Linked DNA regions of Lactuca sativa: region 2 is linked to region 1. The links are chromatin contacts, called in public Hi-C maps. All regions are on one chromosome and are shown on one strand. Each heading gives the region's core, a stretch centred on a gene start, on an enhancer-like site or on the middle of the called end of the contact. The rest is flanking DNA. Distances are from core to core; before and after follow the strand shown.

Region 1 (6,430 bases), core at 2,338-4,837:
ATCGCATACCACATGACTTATTGTTTCCATCATGTGCTTGAACAATCATGTAGGTACAACTATACAACATAACATATGTGAATCGACACCTCTTTCTTTCCACTGTCTTCCATCGTTATCAAACCAATATAAATTGACTTTACTAAAAAGTAGAAAAAATTAAAGGTTAATATCATAACCATATAATAAACAACAAAGCAAAATAAGACCATATCAAGAAGGATATACTACAGATTGAGAATAGCATCATTGTCTTCTTACACAGTATTAACATCGACTTCTTCAAGCTTGACGATCGGAGCAACTTGTGCTCCGCTGTCTTTGGTGGTTTCCTCCTCTCTATGGATCATTGTTTGCCATTAAGGTTGAAGATTGTAGAAATCAAAAAATCAATTGTTTCTAGGACTATTCGTAAAAAGGAAATCGATGATTCTTAAGGCAGAATTGCAACCAGACGGGTTGGGGAAGAAGAAGAGTGTGGTGTTCTTGTGACTTCTTTTTTTCCCTATTTTTTAAATTGGTTTTTTAAATAACAATATAAAATAAATTAAAAAGCATATAATTTTTTTATATGGATGATAGACCAACCATGATGAAAATCGAAACACATGGAACTTATAAAATAAAATAATAAATAAATAAATAATTAAAGATTAACTTTATTTATAAAGATTTGTCATTATATGTTAGCTTTTTATATAAACTGTAAACTCATACTACTTGTTAGTTATCTTATTTTCAATCGAAAGATAGATACATAATAATAACTATAATTTATAATATACTTAACAATTAAATTTATACACAAAATGATATCATTTTTTCCACACGATTCTTTTGTGATTTTTATATAAAGAAAACAAAGCAACACCTAAAAATTTGTTTTTTCTAAAACCCAAAAATCAATCCATTAGTCATATATGATTTGTGTAACTGGTAACCTTTTTTCCTCTTATTTTTTTTTTTCCAGGGCCTCAAATATATTTAAAACCGTCTAGACACCAGCAACAGCGGAGCTGTGTTCCCGGCGGTATAGCAGGTGTCGACCACCGTATACTTCCCAAACGGAACCACTCTCCGTCCACCCTCATAATGTCGAACATGAGGTAGACAACGAGCTGATCATTTAGAATTTATATATCAAACACTACCGACCTAATGATTGTGGATAAGATGACAATGTTACAGCTACTTCTCAGAATATGGTAGGACAAGAGAAGTTATATCGAGAAAACGACATAAGTAGCCTTTAAGAGGGCGGTAGCTTGGTGGTATATATATGCATATAAAATATTTTGAAGAACCTGCAAGTGCAGATAGTGAATCCTATTCAACCATGTTTTAAATGGCATTGACCTCGACTAACCGTATCAGATTGCTACCACATCTTATATATCCAAAACACATTCTTGAGGCATTCGGACCATGTCTTATGTAATGAGTGACATAGAATTACTAATCGACCCAACAAAGCATTTACTGTGAGTGAAACTGTACGATTCATAAAGGAAAAGCCATATTCAATGGTAATTTCACATTCTAGCTTTGAAGTTAGCTCTTATAAATAAAATTATTAGCTTTGACACTAGTTTGATAAACACTACAAATAACTTTCTTTCATTTTCATTTCTTTGTATCACCTTTTCACGTGTACGTAAACTAAAGATTAATAGAAATATTCAAATATCACTCGAATGGGAAAGAGACTGTGTAAGTACCATCATTAGTCTATAATTTAACACGAAAGAATAAAATATATTATATATAAAATCGACGTCATGCATCTTTGACTACTGTTTAATGAACACAACAACTTCCAATATTTTCTTATAATTAAAAAAAAAAAAAAAAAAAAAAAAACAAATAGAGAATACAAGTATACAACCCTTTAAGTTCAATAAGTCCAATCATACTTACTTCAAGAGTTGGAAAAACAAGTCAAACTAGGGTATATATATATGATATTTTATAATTCTCCAACACTAAAATAATACATTTACACACATATTTCTACAGGGAATTTATGAATGCAATCGGCCCACGGGTTACTATCCGACGGGTTGACGGTTCGAATGGCTTCCCAAACGGCGCTGTTACATTTAAAACCGCTGCCGAAAGCTATTTGCCAAACACGGTTTCCTTTCTTCATACGCCCTTTAGCCTCCGTGTAAGCCAGCTCATACCAGATCGAGCTTGATGACGTGTTTCCGAACCTATACAACGTCATCCTCGACGGCTCCACGTGTTCCTCCGACAACTGCAAGTTCTTCTCCAGCTCGTCTATAACTGCCCTCCCGCCGGCATGAATACAGAAGTGATCAAACGCAAGCTTGAAGTCCGGTATGTAAGGTTTTAATCTGGAGTCTGTTAGTTTTCTTGCGATTAGGGTGCCGAAGAACAAAAGCTGCTCGCTGATCGGAAGGACGAGTGGGCCTAAAGTGGTGATGTTTGCTTTTAATGCACCACCGGCGATCGCCATCAAGTCTTTGGATAGTGAAACTCCGACTTTTCCGGCGTCGTCTTCTTCTTGGTAGACGCAGTTGAATGCGGTGTCATCAGATCCACGGTGGGTTCGTACGACGTGAAGGAGTTTGTATTTTGCACGGCGTTTATCGGTGGACTTGTTTGATAAAAGCACGGCGGCGCAACCGACTCTAAATAAACAGTTTGGGATCAGCATTGATTTTTTGTTCCCGAAGTACCAATTTTGAGTTATGTTCTCCATGCTGACGACAATTGCGTAGCTGTTACGGTGTACCTGTAGCATGTCTTTGGCCAAATCAACGGCGATCACGCCGGCGCTGCACCCCATACCACCGAGGTTAAAGGATTTAATATTTCCCCGGAGTTTGTATTTGTTGACTATTATGGAAGATAGCGACGGGGTCGGATTAAAAAGACTGCAATTCACAACCAAGATTCCAATATCTTTGGGATCAAGGTTGGTGGATTTGAACAGATTATCAAGAGCTCCAAACATAACTTGCTCCGCTTCTTCTCTAGCAGCGGCCATGGAAGGTACCGGCGGAACGCTGTGCAGCGCCGGTGGGAGATAAGTCTCTTCTCCAAGACCAGAACGTTCAAGTATCTTCCTTTGGAACTCCAGCGCTGACTCATTGAAACCTCCATGCAGTTTCGAGCGTTCCATGAACACGTCGAATTTGACTTTCAAGTTTTCCGGCGGACGGTAACATGAGTAATCAACAAGGTACACGTGTCTTGGTCGACTCATAAGGTAGACAGTGGATCCAAGAACGGCAACTCCAGATAACGCCATGACGGCGATGAAATTATACTGAAGATGAAGATACAGTTTTCCGATTTCATCAAGGTTTACCTGGGAAGCATGGACAGCGGTGATGGCGATAAGAGGGAGGAATAGGAGGGTAACAAGGTGTCTCATGAGGTAGTGGTAGCCTAATTTGACGTATTTCAGCTTAACACTATTGAGAAAGTTTGGAAGTGGGTGACTCAGTTGTTGAATCTCGACGGTGGTGGCGCTTTCAGCGGTGGACTGGTGGAGAGAAGTGGTGGCCATTAGTGGTAGTGGTTGAAAGGACTGGTTTTGTGGAGAGTTGGCGAAGAGGTGAAATACTATATATAGAGAAGGATAGTAGAAACTAGAAACGGTATGGAACAATTAACTTTGAGAAATAAAGTCGATCCAACCATCAACTGCCAAGGTCCACGTGTCGTGAATTTGAATGGTTTCTTCAATAATTGGTTATATTATTATTACTTATCCTAATGGAAAAATATAGTGTCCCTAAACTAGATTATTGTTTATTTATTTACAAGTTTTTGTTAAAGCTATTTATTTGTTATAAAAATGAATCTTACATTTTTATTCTCCTTCAAGGTACTCAATTGTATTATATAGACGGCTCTAAAAGTTATGTTGAAGGTCATTTACAAAACACACACAATTTTGGATGTTTTATAAGGATTTGACCTCTAGATCTATTGTGATCTAGTGTCTCGAGTTACACTACACCACCACTAAACTACGTACGTACGTATCATCACGATTGACATGGAAAATGTTAAACATCATATTTTATTTTTTACATGCAAGTTTTCATATTTTAACTATATAACATGTATTTATTACGTTCTATCAAACATTAGAAGAGTTTGGTTTTTATAGTTGGAACTCTAAACTATAATTCTTACTACATAATGTCATTAAGTTTTATGATTAATAACTTAGTTCAACACCTTCATCGTAATTGATTGATGGTTATCGTAACATCACAATCAATGTGGGTATATGTTTCTTAGCATGTGAACTGCAATCGAGGCTCACAAGCATCGCTTTAGATGATTTTGTAACACACGCAAAATCATGATGGCTATCATATTAAATGACATATGTTGTTATGTATTTTAAAAGACATTTACGGGTGTAGAGTGTTAGCTTAATAAAAATATTGGGTTTCATATGAACATGTATATTTTAATAGATATTTATGGTGTAGAGTGTTAGCATAATAAAAAAAAATATTGGGTTATTTTTTCATTGACCTTTTATTTATGCATAAGTTCACCATATATACCTTCCTTATTTATGTATTTATAGTTGTAATTCACTTTTTATTTCAATAATAGACCTTAGTTTTATTCCTTTGATTTTTTTTTTTTTTTTTTATCAATTTATACGCGAGGTATTAGAGCGCTATTCGATTCATGTCTGTTAATTTCATGATTGTGGAAAACTTTGTAGCATGCACACTATCATGGATCAAAATGTCCTTATTTGGTATATGTTTAGTAGATTTGGTTTCGATCTAATTTTGTTAGGTATACTTTTTGATCTCCTTTTTTTGGGTATGCTTTTCTATCTCTTGGTAATTGATTCTTGTTGTTGTTATTGTTCGACGCTGGTTTTTTCTCGTTCTTGTTACTATTTTTGTTTTGGTATTTTAGACAGATGTTTTTATTGATTATTCGCATTATGTCTCCAAAAGATCATTCATATCAATCTATTAGTAGATAACTTGATGGAAACACATGTTGGGTATTGTTACTTGTCTAATATGTAATTTGGAAGATGATAAGTTGTTAATTATTCAATGTTGTTTCACTAGTAAAAAATTGGTCTTTGGTCACGCAAAAAACTTGTCACCATAGACATTTTATGATGTATTTTTTTTCATTTAATATGAAAGGAAAAGTTCATCATTAAAGGTAAGTTATGATAACGTTTAATTGTGTTGACTATAACCCATAAAAAACCATTACTATTATACGTAAAAACCGTCATCAAAGGGTACCGATTTTTGTAGTTTTATCAATCATTTTTTTTATAACCGTCACAATAAATTACTCACTAACAAGTTGTTTTGTTTTCATGATTATTACTGACTTTTAGTGACACATAATAGATTAAAGCATGACCATTAAACTAATATTAGTCAAATGTTTTTTCATTTGACATGGTTATTGTTGACTTTTAGTGATACGTAATATATTAAACTATGACCATAAACTACTTTTAGTCATATGTTTCGTTCATTTGTCATGATTATTACTAACTTTTAGTAACACATCTTTTATTAAACTGTGACCATAAACTACAATTAGTCATATGTTTTGTCGTTTGTTATGATTACTATTGAATTTTAGTAGCACGTAATATATTAACCATTGATTATAAACTACTTTTAGTCACATGTTTTTTCGTTTGTCATAACTATTATCGACTTTTAGTGACACATAATAGATTAAATGGTGACTATTATTGACATTTGATCACACTTTTTTATTTGTCATGACTATTGTTGAACAACTTAAAATCATTTATATGTCAAATATTGTTCAGTTAACATCATGTACGTTATTATGATAAACAACTTAAATTAATAGACATACTATACAAATCATCTAATATATAAAAATGTCTAATACACCTACACACAAAATATAATAAATGTTTAACAACTAGAAACCATTTGCTGGATTACCGAGTGTTAAATTATCTCATAAAATCCATCAAATGCTATTTAAGTTGTGTTTGTCTTAGTTGTAAATTAGTGACATGTGAGAAGAAGACAAATGACTTAGAAACTACATATTTTTAACAACTTTAAACAAGTAAGAAAATACATTGCTATTATATATATTAGATCCAATACATGAGGTGTACTTATTTTCACCCATAAGGGTAAAAACGTATAACATGCGGCAATCAACAACATCCACCATGTGGGTAAATCATCAACAAATGCAAATTTGGTTCCTCTTTCAACACACCATAATTATTCATCACAAATGCAAGAATGAGATACAAATTGGTAAGATTTCTCAAAGTACAATATTAAAATAGGAAAAACTAGAAAGTAGGATACTATAAAGTACAATACACCATCATATCTAGAATACTTTTGATGTGTGTTTTTATGTATATATTTGAAATTGCTCAAGTTTTAAA
Region 2 (6,551 bases), core at 2,939-5,438, 160 kb after region 1:
TTGTATGGTTTATGCTTATGATCTGTATCGAACATGACATCCCGAGTCTTTTTAATGAAATACATTTCTATGGAAATGCTTTTGATAAATCTTTATCATATTTTGTTTTGGGACAAATTCCGCAACACTTTTATTTAAAAATGTTACTCTGATTTTCAAACAAAGCATAAACAAAATCGGTCTTTTATGGCCGTGAAAATGGGGATGTCACATAACCCTAATGCAACACACTATATAAAGCTCATGTTTCTCCCAAAATCGGCTACACATGCATACTTGATGGCTTGGCCGATTTTTGAGTGTTATACTTTCTCTCCAAGTTTACTCCATAGCCTTTGGTGTTGTGTGAAACATTTGAGGCATCACACTTGGGGTGCTAGGCTCACAAGGTTTCAAGGAATCAAAATCAACAACAAGGTATGTTATTCTAGCTTTCATTTAAGTTAAAATGTTCCCCATGTATGCTAGATAGAATCATGAACCTTGGAAATCAACTTTGCATGAATCTTAGACAAACATAGATCCAAGGTTTATTAGGGTTGCATGTACACTTAGGAAGTGTTAGAATGCTCAAAACCCATCAATAATATAGTGTTGATCAAGATACCTGATGAAATGATCAGGAAACTAGATTGTAGTTTATCCCAAATCTTTGAAAGAACCTGATCTCTATAAGAGTCTCCAAGTGTGCTCTTATAGTTATGAATGGAAATATAAATCATGAGATTTATTTCCTTGATGGTTTTATGGTTAGAGGAACGGTGATTGTGTCCCAAATCCTTGGATGAGTATGATGATAAAACATAGTTGTAGCATCATAGAATGGGGCACATGAGTGATGAGGGTATAATAAAGAAAAAACATGGTTTGTTTGGTGGAGATGTAAATGGACAGGTTAAACTTGGTGAAGCTTGTGTTAGAGAGATGCAAAGCAGGGTGAAGTTCAGCTTGGTTCAACACTCAAGCATGGAGATTCTCGAGTATGTTCACTCGGGTTTATGGGTCCCTCTCTAGTGCAGTCTCATGGCAGCTGACAATACTTTGTAAGCTTTATCAACGACTACTCAAGGAAGGTTTGGATGTACTTTCTGAAGACAAAAAAACGAAGCTGAAGTGTTTGACAAAGCTACCCCTCCGAAACGCTCTTAATGTACATTATGGCCTAAGAAAGTTACCGTCTTTGATACTTTTGCAACTTTAATTTCATTTAACTTTTCGGGGGAAAATGACTCATGATGGTAACCAACTGTTGAGTTTGTTATCATTTGGTTTTTTTTTTTTTTGTACCCTATACACCATCAAACTAGTTGTTTGTGTACACCATAACCTTTTGACAGATTGTCACCAGTGATAGCCGGTCAAAAAGGTTATGGTGAATATAAACAAAAAGTTTGATAATATATTAGGTACAAAAAAATGGACCAAATGAAAACAAACTCAACAGTTAGTTACATTTCAGAATATTTTTCCCTATAAAGTATCTTCAAGTTATTTTTTATATTATTTTCATAGCTAATATAACATGGAATTAATGCTAGCTCACTGGTAAGCGGTTTTTCTCTAAATCAGCACCAAAGTTCAATTCTTTAAGGCATGATTTTCATTTTTTTACCAGGGTCAATATGGCAGGTATTTTTGGGCGCATTAACACCAAACCGGCCCAAGGTGCTAGATCCGAACAAAATCGGACCCACATAACTACTAGACCCAGTTATTGCCCCTTCACTTTTCATTTTTACAGTTTTAACCCACATTGTTTTCTTTTTACTGTTTTATCACAACGTTTTAAATTTTTTTAAGAATTTTGTTTACTTTTTTTAAAATTTAACCCAATTATTTACAAATTTGGTAAAAATAATTTATAGATTACAAAATGTCCACAATATCTTTTTATATTTTTTTAAACTTACTTCTTTATACCATTTTATACAACTTTGTGTAAATCTTTTTTTCCAACATTCTTTACATATTCACTCGAAAAATGTTTACAAATTTTCCTAAATAAATTTCGACTTTGATTTTTTATGTTTTTCTACTGAATAGTTTTTACTATTTTTGTTTGCATAATCTTTTACATCTTTTTTTTTCAAACTTCCTCCGAAAACACATCAAACAAATATATGAATTGGGTAAATATTAATGGAAAACAATGTTTCCAATTCATCAAATGAGAAGGTTTTCTTTATATTATGGCTCCTAACGTAGATTGTTATTGCACACATGATAAATGTAGATCTTGGTTTATGGAATTAGAAGAAGGTAAGAACTCATGCTTTTTCGCCTCTTTTTTACTCTTGCGTATTAATATTTTAATTATTTTATATTTAATGTGCAGCATCGTTTAACCAATATCACCGATGCACCACACCAATGGTTTTCAACCTTAATTAAGGCCTGAGGTTCGAAACCCAACATCCTCTTTCTTTTTAATATTTTCTACCAAGATAGTTATTATTTTTTACATAGCAACTTATTTATTGCTAAAGATTTTGTTGTTTTCTAACCATATTGTAGTATATATTTCTATTATCAATTTTTTCATAAAATGTAAAATTTTAAGATTATGATCTCTTTTATTTTTGAAAGTATTTGGCTATTTGCGTTTTGTTTTGTTTTTCTTTCTAAATCTATGTATTATATATGATCATTTATCATAATCAAACGTAGCTAACAACCATTAGGAATAACAACAAAAAGTTTATCAATCATCTATGTAACAATAATTGTCTAATATTTTTAGGGCTAGCTATTATAATTGGTAATAATATCAAAAAATCATGGAGAAATGTCTTTATATAAGATTTCTTTAGATTGTTTTTGTTAGTGTTTTTTAATATATATATATATATATATATATATATATATATATATATATATATATATATATATATATATATTTTACATATTAGGTTTTTGTTTCAAAATCCCTTTTTAAATATTTTTTACAAATTCTTTTTCATACATGCTACCTGATGCAGCGACCGTGTAGGCATCCAGTGCAAACCCTAGTTTCAAGCCAAAGGTTAGAAGCTCTCATAACCCTAACTCAAATAATAAATCTAGCAGAGGTTCTTTCATTTATATATATTTGGATTTTTTTTATAACGCATATAATAAACATATTGAATTCATTAGAGAATTGATTACAGCAAAATTGCGGAAATTGCATGGAAAAAAGAAGCATAAACCAGATCTTCGCCTGTGATTTCAGACGATATATACTGGTATTTTCACCTCAGGAAAACTATAAACGATAGAGATTTTCTGCTAGGATGTAACAGAAATCAACTTACATCAAGGAATCAATTTTATTATTGATTCCAGAATTACAATAATGTAATAGTATTGCATGGTAGTCGGAAGACGAAGATCGTTCTCCTGTTTATTGATGCTTAGCTTTACGTTTGTCTTCCTGAAAATGGAAAAAGAGATTCATGAATATAGAAGAAAAATCATCATTTTCTATAAATATTGTCTTCAGTTAATTTCTTCGCGTTTATTCCATAGCCCTATAAGTTTTGTTTTCTGAAAATTGTTATGGTTGCCACAAGGTAATATTGTTCAGAATAGATTGGGATCTTTACTATTTATTTTTTAGGCCACAATAAGTACTCTATTTTGTACTCTAGCAACTAATATTGATCATAGGTGTTACTATTAGTTATTTAGTTTTATGAATTCATATGAACTAGAACCAATGTGTAACATGGTCAAAACGGGGACATGATATATTATATTTATATATAATTAAAGAAGGTGATAGCTTGTTATTATATGTATATGGGTGATCATTATTGGTTTCGTATATATGTTACCTTAGTTATGCCCCCTAGTGGTCCTATAATTTGGAAAAGGAATTTGACCACTCTCGATGTGCTTCACATCCTCAACAAGGATTTCATAATGCCTCTTCACTTCTTCTGCAGTCTTCCCACCAACAGCTTTGGCAACATTGTGCCAACGGTCAGGGGTATTTTTGTCAAACACAGAAAGAGCCACTTCAAAGTCCTTGTTTTGCTTGGCTGTCCATGAACCCGATCCACTTGAGGACATAGAGTTAGTTGCCATGCAAATACGCTATGAAGAAAAAGGAAGAGTATGGAGTTGATGTGTGGAAAATGGTGGAAAAGTAAGATCGAGGAAGTAAATTGTGAGACTTTAGGTGTAAAGAATAAAGAACAGTACTCTAAGTCAAGCCTTAAGAAGTGGTTTGTTGCAATAGGTGGCAATGTCTTTTTATAGCTCCATAAAAGAAGGGGTGAAGTGGGGTTGTGCTAGTTGGCTTGTAAAGGTTGCCTAAAGACAAGAATTTGAAGTGACTTGTATCCTTAAGCACCACAAATGAGTAGGACAAAAGATATCCCTAGTTTGGTGGAAGAATCAATATCTTTAATTTGGAAATGTTAATGATGTAATGTTAGTGTTACATATCTTCAATATCTTTAATTAGGAAATGTTAATGATGTAATGTTAGTGTTACATATCTGCTAAACACAGCCTTGTCTGTTCGATCTATATATGTTATAGTATACTCTCTCTCTTAAAAGCTCTTTTGAAGAACATAAAATTGAACAACAATTGAACGTGTTCGTTTCACATATCAGCTAGACATGGTCTCATCTCTCTCTTTTTATATGTTAGAGTAGCCCTCAATCTCAAAGGCTCTTTTGGTAATATCTACGATAATTTTCGTAATTCTTAGAGATCCCCCAATCTCTTCCAACATATTATTAGCTACAATCTCCATGACAGCATGTGGATTAAAACCATATCAAGATCTTAAAAACAGACTTAGTATACTATTACTTGATATAGGAGATACCCCGAGCCTTTTTGTTTCTTGTTTCGTATTTGAAATCCAAGCATCAACCACATTCATGCGATTTGGTTTATTGGGATCTACTATCTAATCTTTAATTAGGCCAATTTAGTAAGTCACTGTCTTAAAAGATAAGCATATCATAGAGTAAGGTGGGTCCAGTCGCCATATATAACAAGTGACCATAAGGTGTCAAATCCCATCTTTAAGAGCCACTAGTTCACTAGAAAAGAAGTAACCTTTGAATTTATCAAAAAAAAAAAAAAAACTACATGGTTATCTTGAAGAAGTACCTTTGTCCTAAAGAAAAGTCCAATTAGTATTGTAGCTAGCCAGCTGTGTCCGTACAATGATTTATTTCACTCGCACACGAAAATGTCAACACATTTACAATTGTTAATTCTACCTTATGAACTATGAATCCCATATTCCCATTACTAATGTTTCTGTTATTGTAAATATTTGATCAAACTGTTTACGTACACACCACAAAAGATCGATTATTGATAAAGACAGTATTTGTTTTTCGTCAGAAATGAATATGTATCTTCAATGAAGTGAGCAAATGAACGATGATTAGCTTATATGGACTTTTTTCAGTTAATGACACCAGGTGATTTCTTAATATCATGCTGACAATGCATATTATATAAATGCTTTTAAGGGTAACCACAACCTTTTTTTTTTTTTTTTTTTTTTTTTAAATATGTGTTGTCTTAATCTATCTCTTTGATGTCTTAAATTTTTATTGGCTCTTACTACAGTACAAACAAAATTGTTTTTTGAGATTTGGAAGGATTTAATATTATGTAATAAAAGGTCACTGTAACCTCTAGGTACTATATACAGTTTCTCTCATTTCAATTTTTGGGAGATATATATAGGATATAAGATATATAGTAACTAAGTTTTTCTCTATTTACCAAAATAACCCGAGTTAGAAATTAACATTGTATTTTGGAGTCCATTTATTTGTCACCGAGTGACTTTATGTCATATACTAAAATTACATTTTCTAGGGAAAAAAAAGTAACATTTTCAAATAGATATTCCGGAATCCGGAATCCGGATATAAGATAGTTGTTCTTCGCATTTTTAAAGTATTTTTCAAATTTCTAAGTTGTTCTTCGATAAAAGGCAAAAAAAAATATCTTGTAACATTTAAGGTTAGTTTTAAACTAGCTTATCAGATTTAAACGCTAGAACGGAAATTAACATTTAACAATAAGAATAGACTAAACTAGTAATTAACTTAATATGTTTATATTAGCATGTAAACATGTAACGTTAGCAAATCTTTTATTCCACGGTATTAGCCGGATTTCATTACATCATGGATAATAATATTAGGCAATTAAAAAGAATGGCAAGTCCTTCTACACTCTTGCGGATAAATACAAAATTAATCTTATTATTGATTTTGATTATGTGTTGAAGATGATCACATATAGTACATTTTACTTGATTATTTTGATTTATACGATAAACTTGGTGATATCAGGCAATCATGTACATCCATTTATGTACCCCATCTACCCACCAGTACCACAAGATTCTTTTTTCATTTCACATCTATCTTTGGTGGAAGGGCTAGCATTAGGCTATTAGGAGTAGAGTATAAACTCACACGTTAAAGCTGACTTGGCAGCCACAAGGACGCGTGAACACCGCTCCAACGTCCGTTGACTTTGTTGGAGTCTCTACAAAGACGGACGAAGACGGAGCTTGCTAT

The links. Hi-C and Micro-C count contacts between places; a contact is called where the count stands out from the background.
Region 2: a contact with region 1 is called in a Hi-C map of bud, with 7 times the contacts expected there. The contact joins the promoter of LOC111918185 here to the promoter of LOC111918233 in region 1. A contact is called at or near these places in 2 of 4 Hi-C or Micro-C datasets (bud and leaf).

Annotation. Positions count from the first base shown.
Region 1 is chr9:199,189,825-199,196,254 of Lsat_Salinas_v11, forward strand. It overlaps LOC111918233 (3-ketoacyl-CoA synthase 9), which reads right to left and starts at 3,588. Exons shown (of 1, transcript XM_023913903.3): 1 at 1,926-3,588. The coding sequence starts at 3,538. The coding sequence ends at 1,997.
Region 2 is chr9:199,350,323-199,356,873 of Lsat_Salinas_v11, forward strand. LOC111918185 (protein RADIALIS-like 1) reads right to left here and starts at 4,189. Exons shown (of 2, transcript XM_023913843.2): 1 at 3,816-4,189; 2 at 3,169-3,412. The coding sequence starts at 4,068. The coding sequence ends at 3,817.